Regions from separate parts of the Sus scrofa genome. Here region 1 is linked to region 2. A link is a contact called in public HiChIP or PLAC-seq data. All regions are on one chromosome and are shown on one strand. Each heading gives the region's core, a stretch centred on a gene start, on an enhancer-like site or on the middle of the called end of the contact. The rest is flanking DNA. Distances are from core to core; before and after follow the strand shown.

Region 1 (6,681 bases), core at 2,449-4,948, 120 kb before region 2:
GTAAATGAGGTGACATCTGAAAATGCCTGGCATGTACTTGAGACCAGTCAGTTTATGCTGGTTTCTTTTTCTCCCTCCTGCACCGTGCTCTTCAGCTGCACTGTAGTTTTTGCCCTCTCAGAGCACACGCATAGTTTCACTCCAGTTTTTTGCTCATCCTTTCCCGCTGTTTCACAGGTATCCTCCTGATCACTTATCCTATAAAAATTAAATGAATACTTCAAGACATATCTCAAAGTGCACTTAATCAGCGAAAGTTTTCTGAGTGTCCCAGGAGATTTAAAACTGCCAGGGAGGAAGAAAAGCTTACCTCTATCCTTATGAAATTGACATAAGAAACGTGAACAGGAAAAAAAAATCACATTTTAATCTGTACATAGAGAAACCCCACATACATGAGAGGTTCAGAGACAGAAAGATAAAATGAGGCATATCCTGAGTTAAGAAAGGGATACAGTCCTGGAACTTCCAAGGACAGAAGGGTAATGCCAGGGTAGTAAGAAGAGGAGACATTTGGGTGTTAGATATTTACCCTGCTATATAGATGGGGCCACTTATCTCTGGTAATAGTTCTTTCTTTGAGAAAAATCCCCAATTTTTTTTGTTGTTGTTTGTTTGTTTGCTTTTTAGGTCCACACCCGTGGTATATGGAGGTACCCGGACTAGGGATCTAATCGGAGCTACAGCTGCCAGCCTACACCACAGCCACAGCAACGCGGGATCCAAGCCTCGTATGCGACCTATACCACAGCAAACGCAACAGTGGATCCTTAACCCACTGAGCAAGGCCAGGGATTGAACCCGAAACCTCATGGTTCCTAGTTGGATTCGCTTCCGCCGAGCTGAATAATCCTCATGCCGGAGTTCCTCTTGTGGCACAGTGGAAACAAATCTGACTAGGAACCATGAGGTTTCAGGTTCAATCCCTGGCCTTGCTCAGTGGGTTAAGGATCCACTGTTGCGTTTGCTGTTGTATAGGTCGCATACGAGGCTTGGATCCCGCGTTGCTGTGGCTGTGGTGTAGGCCGGCAGCTGTAGCTCCAATTAGACCCCTAGCCTGGGAACCTCCATATGCCACAGGTGCAGCCCTGAAAGCAAAAAACAAACAAACAAACAAAAATAATCCACATGGCAAAGCACATCTCAGGGAGGCCTTTTCTGAACCCCTACAATCCTTTTTTACACTTCCATGTAATTTTAGAAGTTTCTTGAAAGTTTTCTAAGAAACTTTCATAGACCATCTTATATTAGTGTTTGTGGACATATCTTTTTTTTGTTTGTTTGTTTTTTGGCTGCACCTGCAGTAGGTGGAAGTTCCTGGGCCAGGGATAGAACCCTCGCCAGAGGAGTGACCCTCTCCACAGCACTGACAACGCAGGATTCTCAACCTACTAAGCCACCAGGGAACTACATATCTTATGGACATATCTTATGGACATATCTTATGGACTTATGTCTGTCTTCAGAACCCAACACAATATTTATTGAATTGATTATTTTTTTGACCAGGAAATTTGGATCTCAGGTTTCATAACTGAAACGCATCATAAAAATCATTCCAAGTACAGTCTCCCTATAAATAGTTCCTCTCTTTATGTGATAACATCCAGCGTGGCAATTTAGCACCCTTGCCGCCCACAGCTCTCTGGGAGATATAGCTGCACAAGATAATGTAAGATAATGGGACTCCTAGGGATTGGTGGTGGTGATGATGGGGGTGGGGAGACCTATAGCTGATTGGACCAGGGGTGAGCACACACCTGACCCAGCAGGAACCAGTTGCTCACTCAGAAATGACATGTGTGGGAGTTCCCGTCGTGGCCCAGTGGTAAACGAATCTGACTAGGAACCATGAGGTTGCGGATTCGATCCCTGGCCTTGCTCAGTGGGTTAAGGATCTGGCGTTGCTGTGGCTCTGGCGTAGGCCCGTGGCTACAGCTAGACCCCTAGCCTGGGAACCTTCGTATGCTGCAGGAGTGGCCCTAGAAAAGGCAAAAAGACCAAAAAAAAAAAAAAAAAAAGAAAAAGAAAGGAAAAAAAAAAGAAACATGCGTGGACCAGGTTCTCTCAGAAGAGCCAGGCTAGTTCCTTCCTCCCTGAAGAATTTCAGTGTTTGTTGTTACTTGGGGGTGGGTGCTGGAGCTTAGTGGCCATAGTGTAAGTCCAGGATGACCAGCCATGCTGTGTCTCTCGAAAGGTGAAGGAGCAGAAGGAAGGCAAAGCAGAGGAAAGGCTGAAGCTGGCTCAGAAGCAGAGACAGAGAGACATAGGGAGGAGCCACCCTGTTCCTGAGGGCCCATTTCTCTGGCCAGTTTGAATGAAACCTTGCAACACTTTGCTTTTTGTCCTTGGATCCTGTGAGCCCTCTGTGTCCTCTCAGTAAGTACCCCTTTCTACCTCAGTTGGACCAACATTTCTTACAGTCACCCACTTCCTGACTACAAAAGGGAAATTGTTTTGCTCGGCCAACTCCAGTCTATAATATGTCCAGTCACCTGAATTTATATCTCATTTTTGGCCCTCCTTTACTAGATAATTATGACTTTGGGCAAAATTTTTGCTCACTTCACTCCATGTCTCAGTTTTTTTGTTTGTTTGTTTTTTGGGTTGCACATGCGGCATATAGAAGTCCCCAGGCTAGGGGTTGAATTGGGGCTGTAGCTGCCATCCTTCACCACAGCCACAACAATGCAGGATTCAAGGCATGTATGAGGCCTACACTCTAGCTTTCGGCAATGCTGGATCCTTAACCCACTGAGCAAAGCCAGGGATCGAACCCACATCCTCAAAGACACTAGTTGGGGAGTTCCCATCATGGCTCAGTGGTTAACGAATCCGACTAGGAACCATGAGGTTGCGGGTTCGATCCCTGGCTTTGCTCAGTGGGTTAAGGAGCCAGTGCTGCTGTGAGCTGTGGTGTAGGTCTCAGATGCGGCTCGGATCTGATGTTGCTGTGACTGTGACAGGCTGGTGTCTGTAGCTCTGATTAGACCCCTAGCCTGGGAACCTCCATATGCGGCGGGTGCGGCCCTAGAAAAGACAAAACGCAGAAAAAAAAAAAAAGATACTAGTTGGGTTCTGAGCCACAGCAGGAACTTCCATGTCAGTTTCTTTAATAGGTGAAATGCAGTAATTTCACATGGTGCTTTACCACTTACCAGTTACTTTCTATACATTATCTCATGTGAATTTTTCAAAAGTTCCCAGAATACAAAGAATTTTTATTCATATTTTCCAGGCTTTCCCAAGACCTCTGTCAGAAAATATAACTTTTTAAAAAAGAATAATAAATTATAGATTGAATGAATGAATGAATGAATACACTCTAAGATCTCTTCCATAGAAGTTTTTCATGAAAAATGTAATATCATTAGAGATATAAAAGTGACGTCAAAAAAAAAGTGACATCATACTCTATATAAGTGCTGTTTCAAAATGTATTGATACTGAGTTCAATAGTAGGCCCACTAGACTGAAGACCTATGGTTGTGATAAAGTGCTCTATTTCTAAAACTGTGCATAGGACTCCTGCCTGTGGCATGTGCTTCATGAAGGACTCCAGAGACCATCTGGAAGTTTGACTTCAAGGCTATTGGCTCAAGAGCTTACGTAGATGCATGAGCAATACCTGGTACTTTCCCAGTTTAAAATATGCTAGCTTGTGTCACAAAGAACTTTCAGTACTATGATGATGGTGCATGGTCCTGTTCCCCAGAACTTCCTCCCATTGTCCCCAAGGACACCAACACAGCCTGACCAGGTCCCACCACTGACAACCTTCTTCCTCTCCCTCCTCCCTGCCAGGGCTGTCTGTCAGCCTGATTGTGCTCAGAGCACACAGCCCCCTACGGGGTTTGGGGGGAAACTGATCCTGCGGCTCCCCAGAGCTGCCCTGTGCTGTTCCACGCAAAGCCCTGCTGAGTCACCATCTCTCCTCCCAGCTGCCGCCACCAGACCACATGGCTTCTTTCTCAATTCAGCCTGAAAGAGAAGAGCACGTTATGCAAACTAGGTGCGAGCACAACGAAGCAACCCCCTTCCTCCCTCACACCAAAAAAGCACACTGGGGCACCTTATGTAATATAGAGAGTAACCAACATGTTGTAAACGTGCTGGTTGGTTCACTGCCGAAAGGGCTGACCCTCAGTTGGGCCTGTTCCGTACAGCTCCGAGAGAAGCAGCAAGTGTGTGGGTTGGAAGAGATTGTAACTTTCAGCTCATTTGCTAAAATGGTGGTAGCTCCCATTATAGCGATGTGTAAATTGATGTATTACTATATGCCATACCATTCTGTACATTGTGGGATAGAATGCATGTAAAGCCTTTAACATAGTACCTGTAACAAATAAGTATTCAACAAATGCCAGATATAGAAGTAGTAGCAGTATATTGTTACTACATTGTATAACGTATTATTATATTATTAGGGCACTAGTAGTTATAGTATCTTATTTATCCCACCCCAAAACATTTGCTAAGCCTTTGCTCTTCCATCAGTCATCCCTTCAGGAAACCTCTTCTGAACATGTATTACATACCAAGCACGATGTTAGGCCCTGGGGACACACAGAAGAATAGATTCCTGCATTTTCAGACAAGGCTTCTAATCTAACTTAACCACTATCTTCCTGGTGGTGTTGGACCTGCTCTGTAAGCTTTCTGAGCTTAAATTTATTTGACTGTTAAATGAGTACAATAATTTCTGTGTCATGGGATTGATGGGATTAGAAGCACATGCACAGGGCTGAACAAGGCACATTACTCATCTAAGGAGAAGCTCTTAATATGATCTTAGCATCATTTAATATGGAATTTTTATATATCACCTTTAAAAAGAATTCTAGGAGAGGAATTCCCACTGTGGCACAATGGGATTGACGGTATCTCTGGAGTAGCAGAGACGCAGGTTTGATCCCTGCCCCAGTGCAGTGGGTTAAGGATCTGGCCTTGCCACAGCTGTGGCGTAGGTCACAGCTCCAGCTTCTCTTCGATCCCTGGCCCAGAAACCCATAGGTCATGGGGCAGCCAAAAAAGAAAAAAACAAAACTAGGAGAGAATTCCTTTTCAGGTACTCACAGGGATCAGTAGTAAAAACTGGAATTCAAACCTGAGTCCACCTGCAGGCCACATAACAGGCCAGTGCAATTCCAAGTTTGAAATCAGGATTTTTCACTGACACCCCCTGGTGTGTCAAGATTCCACACGTCTTCTGGACAGATGAAGCATCAATGTATATGGAGAGGAGATTTTTTAAAATAGAGGAATCTGGGAGTTCTCGTCCGTGGCACAATGGAAACGAATCTGACTAGGAACCATGAGGTTTCAGGTTCAATCTCTGGCCTCACTCAGTGGGTTAAGGATCCGGTGTTGCTGTGAGCTGTGGTGTAGGTCACAGATATGGCTCGAATCTGGCATTGCTGTGGCTGTGGTGTAGGCTGGCGGCTACAGCTCCGATTAAACCCCTAGCCTGGGAACCTCCATATGTTGCAGGTGTGGCCCTAAAATGATAAAAAAAGAAAAAGATAAAAATAGAGGAATCTAACTCAAACATAAATTCAAGTTTTTTGGAAATCTTCGGACACCTGGCATGACATGATGTTAAATACAAAAGCATCCCTGTTCCATGAGGTTTCTGATGAGAAAGTAAGAAATGTGATGCTACAGAGCCAAACAAACCTCAAAAAACTCACAGAAAAGACATTTTTCATTGTTGATTGCCATCCAGAGATACCATTTTTGGAAACTTTGAATAGAACCAATTTGCAAATTTGCAAGGATGCAACAGGTCATTCTTACCCCCCGCCCCCAATACTTACTCTGGGCATGTTAAAGTCTCAAAATCTGAATGATTTGCATTCCTAATGAAAAAACAAAAATCAAAACAAATTTGGGGAAAGCAGTAACTTTCTGACCTCTTTGTGCTCACTTTTCAGAGCATGTTTGTGTGCTTGTTTATTTTCTTAAGTCTCTTGGTTATATATTTTCTTTGTTTTGGTTTCATTATGAAATATTCCATCTGTGTATTCATTTTCTGGATTGATTCCCTAGAATTTTAAGTAAGAGACAGCTTAGAGCAGAGTTTCTCAAACTTTTTCTTTCCAATCCATAGTAAGAAATATATTTTACACCTTAATCTAAATACACATGTATTTATAATTATCTAAACATTTCATATACTAATATCCATACTGTGAGGTATGCACTATGATTTTTTTATTCTAGTGTACCTTATACATAAACAAAATGAACCAGTGGAGGAGGTCCGGGAGGAATGAACAGTGGAGCACAGGGCATTTCTAGGCAGTGAGACTATTCTGTATAACATGGTAATGATGGACAGGTGACATTATGCATTTTTCAGAACCCATAGAATGTACAACACAAACAGAGAAGCCTAATGTAAACTATGGATTTAATTAATAATCCTGTATCAGTATCAGTTCATCAATTAACACATGTACCTTCTGTGCAATTTTTGTGTGAACTTAAAACTGCTCTGGGAGAATAAAATAAGAAAAAAAAAAAAAAAGAAAAAAAAAAACTGCTCTGGAAGGAGTTCCCATTGTGGTGCAGCAGAAACAAATCTGACTAGGAACAAGAAGTTGAGGGTTCATCCCTGGCCTCGGTCAGTAGGTTAAGGATCTGGTTTTGCTGTGAACTGTGGTGTAGGTCACAAAGATG
Region 2 (5,880 bases), core at 906-3,405:
TGGCTTTAAAAGACCAAAAAAAAAAAAAAAAAAAAAAAAACCCAAAAATTGGGGAGGAAGCCATTTTTATTTTTTTTTTTTTTGCCATGTTAGCCTTGAAGCCTTATTTACATTATTTTTTTCTATCTGGAAAAAAATGTGTGGACTTCAAAAATCTGATTCTGTGATTATTTTCCACAACTTTTGAAATAATCTCATCAGCCAAAGAGCAAAACTGGAATGCCAAAATAAACCTTTGGTAGAGGAGCTCCTTGTGGTTCACCAGTCTCTCAGCGATCAGTCTTCCTTTTGAACTTGAGTTTGCTTAGGAGTAGCTACAGTTTGGTAGGGGTTTTTTTGTTTGTTTTGTTGCTTTTTAGGGCCATACCTGTGTCATATGGAGGTTCCCAGGCTAGGGGTCGAATCAAAGCTGTAGCTGCCAGCCTGTACCACACCCAAGCTGAATCTTCGACCTTCACCACAGCTCACGGCAATGCCAGATCCTTAACCCACTGAGCAAGGCCAGGGATCGAACCTGAATCCTCATGGATCCTAGCCGGCTTTGTTAACCGCTGAGCCATAAAGGGAATTCCTGGTACAGTTTTGACCAGGTACCTCCTAGTTAAAATTTGTTCTTGTGTGTGTTCTGATCTGTCTGGCAGAATAAACCTTTTCCGCCCTTTGGATGTGGAACTTTATGCTATTTTAGTTATAAACTAATTCGTGTTTGGTTCTCATTTCATCAGTGTTTTTAAGACATAGTAGAAAGCATTAGTATAGTGCCCTTGGAAAGACAGCTGAGGCAGTTAAGCAGGGCAGTCTGAAATTTCCTCCTGACATGAGTGACCCTAACCTTTAGTTTGAAACTAAAAATTTCTTTTTTCTTTTTTTTTTTTTTTAGGGCCGCACCCATGGCACATGGAGATTCCCAGGCTTGGGGTCCAATCGGAGCAGTAGCCCCCAGCCTACACCACAGTGACTCGGGATCTGAGCCACATCTGCAACCTACACCACAGCTCATGGCAGCACCAGATCCTTAACCCACTGAACGAGGCCAGGGATTGAACCCACGTCCTCATGGATACTAGTCGGGTTCGTTTCTGCTGCCCCACGACAGGAACTTCTCAAACTCTATTCTTGATAATGAAGCAAAAATCTTTTCCAAGTGTGTAGCAAATCTGCTGTACTTATTGAGTTCAAAGGAGCCGGGTGGGCAGTGGAGGAGAGGTGCTGTGGTTACAGTGGATAGAAGATGGGGCTCTGTATCTAAAATGAGGCTTGTGTATGTTTGAAAATAAAATGCCAGGTAAGTGCAGAAATGGTGTTTTATAGAAAGAGATTGATGTGTCTTTTAAGGTATTTTAAGCAAACTGTCAGTAAATAGGAAGTTATTTGTAAATTAAGCTGTAAATTAACAGGTGGATTGACTTTACCATGAAAGGTTTTCTTTGTGAACCAGCTTATAGCTTCGTGTTTGAGCATAGTGTTTCTCTGGGTGTGCTGTTGGCCTGATGGACAGGACTTTCCCTGCCTGGCCCCCATCCACTAAACGCCAGTAGTGGCTCCCACGTTGGGACAACCTAAAATTCTCCCAGATGTGTCCAAACTCCTCCTGGAGGAGAGACACCCCATGTGGTGCCATCTTTTATTTGCTGGACACCTGTCCAAGTGCTTCTTAGCGACAGGCTCTCTACCACATGTTAGTGATGGAGAGGTTAGGAGCAGTGTTTTAATAAAATAGAGTGTTAAATGTGTGCAGTCACTAGCTCTGTGACCTTGGGCAAGAAATTTCATTAACTCTTCTCTCACCTGCAGGTGAGTGTGGTGATAGCATCTTCTTTGAAGGGGTCAAGGACAAATCGCTCAGCATATTGAAATGCACAGATTGATTGAGTGGTTGTCTTTACCAGGAAACAGGATCTCAAGCTTGAGTGATGAGTTGGAGAGAACAGGCTTGTTTTAAGTCTTTGGCTTGTTGAATTTCAGGTTAGAATACATTGCCCTAGAGATGTCAGCACCTTCTAGTGGAAACCGTGGTGTGGCCCCGTCAGGATTATAAATACCTGCGCAAAAGAAAAGGGAAGTCATGTCTTGGGAGCCGTGAGTGTAGATTCAGGGCGTTCCCTGGCCTGGAAGGAGTTATTTGCTCTGTGGGTCAGTGTTGAGTTGCCTGTGGCAGAGAGGAAGTCTGTGTGAGCTCAGGAGGTTCTGATGATTCCTTTCAGTACTGGGGCTCCAGTGCCCTCCTTGCTCTGGGCAGCAGTTCAGCCAGCTTTACCAGAAGTTGTAAGAGAGTTTTAGCCTTGTGTTATGTGTTGTTACCTCCCTAATGTGTTTCAGTTTTTATGATCAGCATCTGTGTGACAGTAAGGCTTGACTTATGAGTTTCTTTCTAACCAACTGTAAAATTTAAAAAAAAAAAGCCAATTTATGAAGATTAAATTGTCTTTCATATTTCAGTGTATTTATGGCATGAAATTTAGGTAACCTGTAATAGGATTATGAAGTATTTATAAATACTGTCTTAAGTTGAAAACAAAACAACCTGAAAGTTAAGATTTATTTTAAGATGGTATGTGTCTGGAAAATTTTACAATTTCATTCTGTGTGAATCGGAGAAGTGTTCCTTGGAAGGCGAAATCCCCCATTGTTGTTGGAAACTTTAAACAAGTTTTATTATGAGCAAGCCTCTCCCACAATCCCAGTTAATATGCTTCTGTTTCAAAGGATGAATTTTTAACATTCAGAGAGGAAACAGTTACTGTTAGCTTTTATTTGTATGATATTAAAAATTTCCAGGGGGAGTTCCCACTGTGGCTCAGCGGTTAACGAACCTGAGTAATATCCATGAGGATGTGGGTTTGATCCCTGGTCTCGCTCAGTGGGTTAAGGATCCAGCGTTGCGGTGAGCTGTGGTATAGGTGGCAGACAGGGCTTGGATCTTGTGTTGCTGTGACTGTTGGCATAAGCCAGCAGCTGTAGCTCCAGTTCAACCCCTAGCCTGGGAACTTCCATATGCCACGGGTATGGCCCTAAAAACCAAAAAAAAAAAAAAAAAAAAAAAAAAATTCTGGGGGAGGATATAGCAGATTTTTAGGATAAATGGTTTATGGTAAATGTTTTGCACTGATTGGTTGTGTTAAAAGTTGATGTGTCACAATTGGAAGGCTGTGTGATATTTCGCTGATATCTGAGGTATGCCCTCTTGCGCTTGTTGAAATAAGCCACGTATAAACAACTTGATGTTTTCGAGGACTGAAAAGGAAGCTGTTTTGTATGTGACCACCTTCAATCTTTGTTGTGATATTTAATTTACTGTAAAAGGTGGTTGCATTTCAGAGACTAACGTACTGGTTTCTCAAAACCATTAAGAGCAGTTAAGTATTGGAGCACTTATTGGGGTGCTGTGCTCTTTTCTGTGGTTGCCGCTATCTTGGGTCAGGCCCGTAGTTTCATTCACAAAAGAAACACAGCTGTCTGGGTTTGTTATCTGCACCTTTCGCGTTGTTGTGATAGTTACTGCTTTACTCTTTTTATTTTACATTCAAATTACTTCTGGTAGGAAAATAATCAACAGCCTTCAAATTCCTAGAACTGGGTGATAACAATAAAGAAGAGAAACAGCCTCAGAGCTTTGGACCTAGGATTGATTTCCTGTCTTCTCTCCTTTCCATCCTTCTATTTTGAAAAAGAGTTGTTAGTGTCTACAAAATAAAAGCGTATTTATTGCAGTCAGATAAGACAGAGTCGTTTAAAAATCTGAGTAGTTTCTCTCATGCCTCCAGTGTCTTCTGCCTTGATTTTTTTTTTTTTTATCTTGCCGTCTGCATTAAGGTCCCCGCATCACAGACCCACCTCCCACCTGTCATAGAGGCCTACACACACACACACACACACACACACACACACACACTCCCCTTCAAGACAGGGAGGAGATTTTATTTGTTTTGCTTCTCAGAGTTTCCAGAGTTCTGGGAATTTAGGCACCAAAAACACTGGGTGAGGTGAATGATATGACTCTAAATTGAAAGTAGTTACAGTCAAACAAGAGACATGTAGGGAAAAGAAATGAAAAATAGATGTCTGCTTTAATGCAGTCAGTTACACGGGTTTATCTGGACACATGGGTTGAGGGAGAAGTAGCTTGGGATTATATTAATGGATTTGGGGCATGGTTGGACGTAGTTGGCAAAACTTTTGTTAAGGAAAGTTTGCATTGGTTTAAATAGGAAGAGAGCGGTTGTTTTGGGCAAAATGGACTGTTGGAGCAGAGGCAAATAGGAAAGAGAACTAAAGGAAGGCCCGAAGTAAAGATGGGTAAAGAGAGGTCAGGAACATTGTGAAGATAAGGCAGAAAAACTCAGATAAATGATAATGAAAAATGGGAGATTTGAGTTTCATTCCCAAGAAAGAAGCAGACCAGGCATTGACATTTTTGTGCTTACTCACCTGAAGCAGTTTTTTTAGAGCTGGAAAAAAATTTCAGCAAGTTTTGGGAATGAATCAGGATTCTACACTGTGGTCACAAAACTACCTGTTTGTATGTAGGGCATTTAAGAGCCTTTATATTCTGTCCTTCATAAATGAAATAAAATTGTGCATTTCTTAAGCAAAGCAATAATTTATCCAGATTTTGGGTTGTTCTTTACTTGATTTTATGTATTATATTGCCTTTCACTTTCTTTTTAAGTTTGTAAGGTGCCAGATTTTGTTTTGTTCTCTACTTGGAGTTTTGTTCTGAACTCCATGGGACAAAAATCATTTCTGTATTATAAAACTAACAATACTGGGTGATTCTTGAAAATGATGATATGACGTTTAGCCATCCTGTTAAGGAATATTTATCATTTCTCGTGACATTTACTGTATAGCTCACTGTATAGTCATGGAAATGTGTTTTACTGCAGTGGTTCTGAAACCTGACTGATCATCTGACTTACTTGAGGGACTTAACAAGAAAATAGGAAAAATGAGTCCTGTGTCTTATCCAGGATAGATTCCTGGAATATAGGAGCAAAAAAGGATCCTGGATACAGTAATCCAGTCCTCTCATTTTACAAATGAAGAGACTTATGCAGACAGTGATATGAAGAACTGGCATTAGAATACAGATCTTCATATTCTCAGTGCAGTGCTCTGGCTGTTACACTGCCTTTCTGGAGTTGGCATTCAGGTTCTCTCTGGCTATAATTCTCAGTGAGATAAAAAAGGCTGTTTATCAGCCTTGATCCCATGCTTCAGACATAGCTACTACTAACGGGCTTTGCTTTTATCTTTTGAATTTATATCCAGGGTTTTTTGTTACCATGCCATGTAACGGTCTCTAAACTTTTTGGTGTTTCAAGTGTGAGGGTACTGCTTCACTTTTTTTTTTTTTTAAATATATATAAAGTGTGTGGATTTTTTTTTTTTGGCATTTACATATAGTAATTCATTATTAAAAATTTAGGAAATGGAAATTTACAGAAAGAATGAAAACAAACATAATCCACTCCCAAGAGGTAATCTTTAGTAGTTTTTAAAATAATTTAATGTTTATGCTTATACGTATTCTTCTTTTTGCCATTTTCTTGGACTGCACCCACGGCATATGGAGGCTCCCAGGCTAGAGGTCTAATTGGAGCTGTAGCCTCCGGCCTACACCAGGGCCACAACAATTCGGGATCCAAGCCGCGTCTGCAACCTACACCACAGCTCACGGCAACACCGGATCCTTAACCCACTGAGCGAGGTCAGGGATCGAACCTGCAACCTCGTGGTTCCTAGTCGGGTTCGTTAACCACTGAGCCACGACAGTAACTCTTACATATTCTCCTTTCTTAAAGCTGGAAGAGCTAGGTCAAAGGGTATACACATTTTTATGGCTTTGATAAATATCGACATACTGCCTTTTAGAAATTG

The links. HiChIP or PLAC-seq counts read pairs in DNA pulled down with a chosen protein or histone mark.
Region 1: an H3K27ac HiChIP or PLAC-seq map of alveolar macrophages shows a contact between it and region 2. The contact joins two enhancer-like sites. A contact is called at or near these places in 3 of 47 Hi-C or Micro-C datasets (liver, retroperitoneal adipose tissue and subcutaneous adipose tissue) and 1 of 2 datasets of contacts at active chromatin or transcription factors (alveolar macrophages).

The regions. Positions count from the first base shown.
Region 1 is chr4:34,197,423-34,204,103 of Sscrofa11.1, reverse strand. No RefSeq gene overlaps it. Among named protein-coding and RNA genes, the nearest start is that of AZIN1, 26 kb to the left of the region's middle. Within about 2 kb of position 3,698, at least 15 of the 83 cell types and tissues checked have an H3K27ac peak or open chromatin away from gene starts, as enhancers often do. A contact at or near this core is called in alveolar macrophages, where this site is marked.
Region 2 is chr4:34,075,721-34,081,600 of Sscrofa11.1, reverse strand. It overlaps a transcript of ATP6V1C1 not described here. Among named protein-coding and RNA genes, the nearest start is that of ATP6V1C1, 13 kb to the right of the region's middle. Within about 2 kb of position 2,155, at least 4 of the 83 cell types and tissues checked have an H3K27ac peak or open chromatin away from gene starts, as enhancers often do. A contact at or near this core is called in alveolar macrophages, where this site is marked.